Linked DNA regions of Mus musculus: region 1 is linked to region 2. The links are chromatin contacts, called in public HiCAR-type maps. All regions are on one chromosome and are shown on one strand. The core of a region is the stretch at or near the end of the contact, and the rest is flanking DNA. Distances in the headings are between cores, read along the strand shown. Region 1 has its middle 19 kb from the start of Jarid2. Region 2 overlaps Gm33489 (a long non-coding RNA gene).

Evidence for each region. HiCAR-type assays count read pairs that join an accessible place to other places.
Region 1: a HiCAR-type map of embryonic stem cells shows a contact between it and region 2, with 8 times the contacts expected there. The contact joins two enhancer-like sites. A contact is called at or near these places in 2 of 39 promoter capture datasets (cranial neural crest and liver), 1 of 484 Hi-C or Micro-C datasets (embryonic stem cells) and 9 of 115 datasets of contacts at active chromatin or transcription factors (bone marrow-derived macrophages, embryonic basal ganglia, embryonic forebrain and 4 more).

What each region holds. Positions count from the first base shown.
Region 1 is chr13:44,710,558-44,714,478 of GRCm38.p6, reverse strand. No RefSeq gene overlaps it. Among named protein-coding and RNA genes, the nearest start is that of Jarid2, 19 kb to the left of the region's middle. Within about 2 kb of position 2,423, at least 18 of the 459 cell types and tissues checked have an H3K27ac peak or open chromatin away from gene starts, as enhancers often do. A contact at or near this core is called in embryonic stem cells, where this site is marked.
Region 2 is chr13:44,017,401-44,021,358 of GRCm38.p6, reverse strand. Gm33489 (a long non-coding RNA gene) reads left to right here. Exons shown (of 4, transcript XR_382281.3): 2 at 2,786-2,958. Among named protein-coding and RNA genes, the nearest start is that of Gm33489, 26 kb to the left of the region's middle. Within about 2 kb of position 2,373, at least 46 of the 459 cell types and tissues checked have an H3K27ac peak or open chromatin away from gene starts, as enhancers often do. A contact at or near this core is called in embryonic stem cells, where this site is marked.

The sequences.
Region 1 (3,921 bases), core at 1,174-3,673, 690 kb before region 2:
GCTGGGGTTATCACAGAGAAAGGAGCTTCAGTTGAGGAAATGCCTCCATGAGATCCAACTCTAAGGCATTTTCTCAATTAGTGATCAAGGGGGAAAGGCCCCTTGTGGGTGGGACCATCTCTGGGCTGGTAGTCTTGGGTTCTATAAGAGAGCAGGCTGAGCAAGCCAGGGGAGGCAAGCCAGTAAAGAACATCCCTCCATGGCCTCTGCATCAGCTCCTGCTCCCTGACCTGCTTGAGTTCCAGTCCTGACTTCCTTTGGTGATGAACAGCAGCATGGAAGTGTAAGCCGAATAAACCCTTTCCTCCCCAACTTGCTTCTTGGTCATGATGTTTGTGCAGGAATAGAAACCCTGACTAAGACAAATTGGTACCAGCAGAGTGGGGTATTCCTGTGACAACCTGACCATGTTTTGGGGAGGACTGTGGAAGGACTTTGGAACTTTGGGCTTGAAGATCCATCCGTTGTTAAGAGCTCTGTCGGATGTTGTGTAGGAGCTTGGAAGATAATGTTGAGAACACTGCAGAAGATGGAGGTCTGGTTTGTGAAATTTCAGAGGGAAAATTAAAGACTCTTTTCAGGGCCATTGCTGTTTTGAATGTGAAGATTCTGTAGTTCTGGTTAGCTGGGGCTGAAGAATCAGCTGTGATTAACAAGATACCAGAACTACCAAAGCAAAAACTTTGCATTACTGGGACTATTGATGCTGGTTAGCTGGAGCTAAGAAATTAGCGGTGATTAAGAAGAGACCAGCATCATTGAGGTGACATCTTCTGGGAAGTGTTTTCTGAGAGCACAGTGGCTGTGTTCCAGATATAGCCAAAGTTGTACCTTGTGCTGTGGCTGGACTTGGTAATGTGTAAGGGTCACCCAGGTGGTACTGGTTTTGAAGGCATGAAGGAGTTGAGCAGAGCAGCTGAGGCTTGGCACTGTGAGAGGCCATGGAAGGCCATTGGTGAAAGTCCAGCCTCAGTTGCAATTGATGGCCCAGGACTGAAGGGGTCATGCAGTGTTTTGGAGATGCCAGTACCATGAGATGACCACCAAGAGCAGCAGCAGCAGTGGAGTACAGGCATCTGGAGCCTAGAGGATGAAGCGTGTGCTACAAAGGGCCTGGCTGGAGAAGTGACCCAAGCCCTTGGAGGAGCCCAGAAGATTGTAAGTTGGATCCCAGACATTGGACGGTTGGAGATTGACTTTTGCTTTTGATTGTGGCTGTGCCCTGATATTTTCCCTCTTGAAGGAAGAAACTGTTTTAGTGGAGCCCACGGTTAAGAGACTTTTAATTGTAAAAAGACTTTGGATTTTAAAAGAGATGGATATTTTAAAGAGATTGAAATTTTAAGAATATGTAAAGACTGTGGGACTTTTAAAGTTATTTAGATCTTGGGGATGAATAAGAATGTAAGGGTTGAGGCTTACTAGTGATGTGTTTGTGTGTCAAGTTGACAAGGGGTCAATTGTACTGGCTAGTTTTGTGTCAACTTGACACAGCTGGGGTTATCACAGAGAAAGGAGCTTCAGTTGAGGAAATGCCTCCATGAGATCCAACTCTAAGGCATTTTCTCAATTAGTGATCAAGGGGGAAAGGCCCCTTGTGGGTGGGACCATCTCTGGGCTGGTAGTCTTGGGTTCTATAAGAGAGCAGGCTGAGCAAGCCAGGGGAGGCAAGCCAGTAAAGAACATCCCTCCATGGCCTCTGCATCAGCTCCTGCTCCCTGACCTGCTTGAGTTCCAGTCCTGACTTCCTTTGGTGATGAACAGCAGCATGGAAGTGTAAGCCGAATAAACCCTTTCCTCCCCAACTTGCTTCTTGGTCATGATGTTTGTGCAGGAATAGAAACCCTGACTAAGACAACAGAACACTGCAGCAGTCAACCTGAAACAGAAAGACACGCACCCAGACAAGGGACTCTCAACAGAGTGCTTGTTTGTCCTCATCTGTGCACTTTAAACTCAACCTTCCAAATGATTGTTTGTTTATTTATTTATTTATTTATTTATCTGTCTATCTGGGCAGGGCCTCCCTATGTTGCCACCCACTGCCTTAGTCTCTGCAGTCGCTGGGCTTATGAGTATGAACACCTAGGTCTGGCTAGAAACGCTGGTGTGTAGGCACTGTAACCCCGCCAGGGGATGAACCTTGCAAAGCTTGAGGCCACTTCAGCTAGAAGCTACTTTTTACATTCATTTTCCCCTCCCTCCTTGGTTTTTTTCAAAGGGGTCTTATTTGCAGCCCAGGCTGACTTGGGTAAGAGGTGTGAGCCATCAAGGGATTAGCTTCTCATTTCCTCCCTCCCACCCCTTCCCCATCTCCCACCCACACTCTTTCCTCCTTCCCTCTGTCCTCCCCTCCCCTTCCCTCTCTTCCTTTCCTGAGTCTCTTCTAACCCTTGGCAGCCTCTAACTAGCTACTTGGGATGGGGGGAGGGGCATGCTAATGACCTAGCAATCCTGATTCCCTTAACCCCACCTTCTGAGCACTAGGGTCATATACTAGGATCACCACAACGGCAACCCCTTTCCAGATTCATCTCCCCAAACTCCCTATTTACATGTTTATATAGACAGTCCCTCACAGCTATAGCTTATGTCTGTGTTGTGGTACCAAGCGAACTTACCATAGGGATTCAACAATGGGGGCCAACTCGGGCTCTGCCATAAGTTTGTATCTCCAGGGTACGTCTCAGTGTTTCTCAGTGTGTAAAATACGTATATTGCTCGCTGTCCCTGGATTTTTACATTTTTCCATGATTCTTTTTAAGATATAAGGGCCAAGCTGGGCATAGCAATGTCTGGCTTTAATCCCAGGACTCAGCTGGCAGAGGTAGGCAGATCTCTGTCAGTTGGAGGACCACTGATTTGCCAGAACCTGTGTCAAAAACAATAGGCAGGATGAAAAGAGAGAGAGAGAGGAAAAAGGAGAGAGAGAGAAAGAGAAAAGAAATGACCCTTGTTTTTGTTTTTATAGTGGAGTTAGAACAACAACAAAACTTAAAAGATGTAAATATTAACATACATGGTATAGGATCACATACGAATAAATGGCTACGGTTTGATTACAAAAATACCATCAGACTCAGATAGGGAATCCAGTGGGTTGAAGACTTCCTGGAAGGGGCTGGGAGGCTGTCTTTGGTCTCAGCTTTCAAATAAAAGAGGGGTTTATGCCCAGAACACTGGGGAAACCGGAAGTGTAGCAAAACCAAGTAGACAGGTGGCCTGCATCAAGGTGTGTGCATATTCAAGGAATCTTAGCAGCGCATCAGTTAGATTGCAAAGCTGTGCAGAAGGACTGAGTGCTGGGGAGGGGCAGTCTGGAGGAAATCTGAATGTCTGTACTCCAGCAGTTTTTCTTCTTCTATGGGCACTTTATTTTAGGAGCAAAACGGTAGCTGCAAAGAAGGCTTGGTTGAAAGCCTAGAGGAAGAGGAGGTTAAACAGGAAAACCAGAAAAGGAATTCCTAGGTGGGGTCCAGTGGTAAAGTCCTGGATTTAAAGCAATGGTCTGGGCCTCTTACCCAGCACTGGAAAGCGCGCATGTGCGTGAGCGTGTGCGTGTGTGTGTGTGTGTGTGTGTGTGTGTGTGTGTGTGTGTGTGTGTGTGTTTGCGCATGTGCACACTTCCTGGTTCAAATCTATAAACCCAGCACTCGGGAAGACTAAGCTGGCTAACAGCGGAAGTTTGGAAACAGCTGGATCATTTGTATAGGGAGTTGTAGGCTAGCTTGGGCTACAGGGCAAAATCCTATCTCAATAAAAGAAAAATACTGGGAGAGCCGGTGAGACAGCTAAGTGGAACCCAGGCCTGACAACCTGAATTCAATCCCTACATGGATACTACATGGTAGAAGGAAAAGCCCAACTCCCTGTGACCCACAGGTGCCAGGGCAATTGTACTCAGCCTCACGGACGGGCAGA
Region 2 (3,958 bases), core at 1,124-3,623:
CTTTCGCATCTTGTTACTGTGTGCAACTGCAGAAGTGGGAGCCATGTGCATTTTGAGAAGAAATCTAAATGTATTTGTAAACACTTTCTCCTTGGGGGTGGAAACCATGGATCAGAACTCTGAAATTGCTCTGAGAGGTTGATTCTTGCCCTGCCAAGAAGGGGGCAGGCATCCCACTGAAGGGAGGGGGTTGGGCTGCAGGTCGACTTCTAGGCCTCTCCTTGGTTCTGTTTTGGGCTTTACCGGTGATTTCCGACTCAAACCGAGGATGCAGTAGTTAACTAAACATCACAACAGCTCCGAGATGTCGCTGGATTGCTAACTGCAGGTATCCAACATTAAGGGGAAGTCCCTAACAAATACTGGGAGGTGGCTCTGAGCCCAGCCCCTTACAAGGTGCTTTACATAAATTCAATCACAGCTAGCATTTAGCTTCAATCGGCAAGGCCACCAAGGCCAATTTAAATGGCTCTCAAGTCTCCTTTATCCCTAGGGTGGTAGAGGGAGGCATTTGGTGGGAAAATAAAAAACCCCTTTATATTCTCTAACCTCAGAGACCACCCACCCCAGCAGTGAGTGCTTTGTGACAAAGAAAGCCATCGAATTAACAAGGCATGAATTTGATGAAATAAATGATTCATACATAGCAAAAAACAGATATAGATGAAGTCATCTTGTAAACTCTTAGGATGTCGGTAGTTTTTAGCAGAGACAACGTTGTGGCTTGCAGGCATTAGTTAGTTAAAGCCACAACAGAAGAAGAGAAGTAACTTTTATAAGAAATTAAGTTTTAGGACCCTACCTGAAATTCAGGCAGCATTCTCATGATTAAAGTCAGAAATAAGTATTTCTCGGTCTATTCCTTGGTGAAATGTAACCCAAAAGTCATATTATATGTTTAGAAATATAGGTAAGTAAGTAATTAGTTCCAGCATTTTGTAGCACAGAAGAGTGGCTGTAGCTATGGCAGTGTGTATTTCAAAGTATGCAGAAGAGCCCAAAGGTTACAAACACATAACACATGAAAAATAAACATTCAAGTGTTATTGTGGCAATAAAAGTCCATTAAGGAAAACTTTTTCTGGTCAGGAGACTTTAATCTCTGGCCTTGGTGGAGACCTAACATTCCATCCAGGGTCATACCCATCACTTGGCCAAGGAACCACCGAGGAGCAGATTCACCTTCAGCCACGCTAAAAAGAGAGGTAAAATAACTAGCCCTTTAATGAGATAGCATAGTTTTCCTTCCCATATTCCCAACCTCTAGTGCAATGGCTCAGGGGACATAGGCATGCAGTTTTACAAGTCTGCCTGCTTCTCAGAAAAGGACCCCCATCACACCCCAAGTGTAAGATCCATAAAAGCAGGGTGACACCGCAGTTCGTGTCCCTCAGGGCCCCTCCCCCTTGTGGAAGTTCATTTCTCATAGTTTGTTCAGGAATCTACTCACTACTACTCTTTCCCATGCGCTTTGGAAGCCACGGGTGAGACTGGTGACTCTCATCCAGCACTTTATACCCCCAAATCAAGCTCACCACATGAGGAGAAAGGCTTTGCCACCCTCACAAACTCCTATCAGAGGGATGAGCCCAGTCCCTGTGTTTCTTTGTGCCCCTCTGCAAAGATAATGCCAAACATAGCATAGGTTGTTGACTGAGGCATGAAAGCCACTCTGTCTCAACTGGGAAAAATCCAATTTAGAGTAGGAACACATCCACAGGCACACACACACACACACACACACACACAAACACACAGGCACAGGGAGAGAGAGAGAGAGAGAGAGAGAGAGAGAGAGAGAGAGAGAGGGAGGGAGAGGGAGAGAGAGGCACAAACTCACACAGGCACATGGACACACAAATACACACAGACACACTCAGACACATATACACAAAGATATACTCACACAGACATATATACACAGGCACATGCACAGATACACATGGACACACTCAGACACACACACACACACAGATACACACAGACACATAAGACACATACACACACACACACACACAGGCACACACACATCTAGACACACAGGCACACACACACACCACTGTAGCCCTTACTCAAGAGCAGCTAGATGAAGTGAGCACAGCATACTTTCTTTTTCAGATTCCCAGACAGAATTCTTTGCTATCTCTGGTCTGAACCCTTCAAAACCAGGAAAACTATCCACTTCCACTGAGAACTCTTGGGCATTTGAAGCAGAGGGGAGGGCCCACTTTTCCAGCCATCTTTATCCAGGGACAGCAGAAGCAGGCAGGGAAGGGAACCATAACCTCACCAGAATTTCAGCACTCACTGCCTTGCATTGGAGAGAACTTGCAGGCTAGGAACTGCTGGTGGCTCATTACCATGACAAAGGTTGTTACAACTGGACAGGAAGCTGAACAAAAGACACCCAGCACTCTATTTGCAAGTCCTGGGATTGTGTTTGTAATCTCTTTCTGCAGGAGAAAGAGACGACCAGTAAAAGGCTAAAACACAATAGGAAGCTGGAATCCACAAGGCTGAGACACCGAGGACACACATACATACACACACACACACACACACACTGTGTATATATATCTTTTTCTCTATGTGTACACAGTCCATAGAGTAATCATTGTCATGGGGAAGGGTTTAACATTCTTGACCTACTCGGAAACTTCTTAAAAATACACAAAACATGCTTAGAATGCCAATGGTGAGGGGGAATGTAAGGCGGGGGTGGGGTGGGGAATGGATAGTGTGTTTTCACTGAACAGAGCAAACCTCTTTAATTTGTACACTGCAGAGTCTGCACGTAAAGCTAACACCCGGACCTGCTAATTCAGGCTCCACGTGCGTGATTAATAATGCAGAAGAAGAAAGCTTGAGAGTTACTGTGCTGCGTGGGTTCTGGGAGGCAGCAATCATTGCCCGTCACTGACGATGTGGGCTAACAAGTTCCAGAAATGGTCCAAACAGGTTAGTCTGCTGGTCTCTGGGGTCCTCCCTCCCCCGTGGCAGCTGAACTCTGCAATTTTTGATTCCCCCATCTCTTATCCCCTTTTGTTATCTATGGCGCTGGTGTTCTATAGCTGGGATGGATGTGTAACATGGGCTATTCAAGAAGACTCCATTGCCCATTGCTTTTTTCAGCCAGAGGTGGAAAATGAAGCCCAGTCTATTCCATTGTCCCTCTGCAAACCAGGCTCTTAATTGGCATGCTGGTGTCAGTATTTAAAGAGGGTCCCCATGGAAGCTTCGATGAGAGGCCATCATGGGGGCAGAAGGGACTTCACCTCTGGTGTAATCTTGCATGGGAATTTTCTGTTCTATTGCTGTTTCTGGCTTGCAGAAAACATTTGCTGCTGTTAGTGAGGGGACAGGTAAAGCTGCCTCTGGATTATCAGGTTTAGAGCATGTGTCCTCCCCCCCCCCCCCGCAACCTCCTCGGCCCCCCTAACCTCCTTCCCATCCTACTTCTTCTGGTTTCCATCTTGCTAAGTGCCACGATGTCAGCTTGTTGATCGCATTTATGCTCCCCTTCCTGTGAACACCGGAGAGAGAAGTGGCCGTCTCATCCTCAAGCCATCCGAAGTAGCAACTGTTTATTGAGCAACTCAGTGTTAACAATGAAGTAGTTCGATGCAGCAAACATTGATCGAGCCTCTGACCATAGCTATCGAGGATCCAGAGTCATTAACAGTGATCACTCTGTGACTTTTGTGATGAAGAAATCATAGCCACCCTTGTAGTTAGCACAGTGGTATGTAGTTTAGCCTACTGGTGGTGTCCAGAAAGTCTGGTACAGATGAGTGTCTAATACATGAGACCAGAATATCCCTCCTTGAAATATGGTTGGTCCTCCATATACATTATATCCTGGGTCTCAGCCAATCTTGCAAATATTGTGGGGAAGGAAGAGGGGATTGAATCTGCACTGATTATAAGCAGAGGATTTTTTTCTACGTAATTATTACCT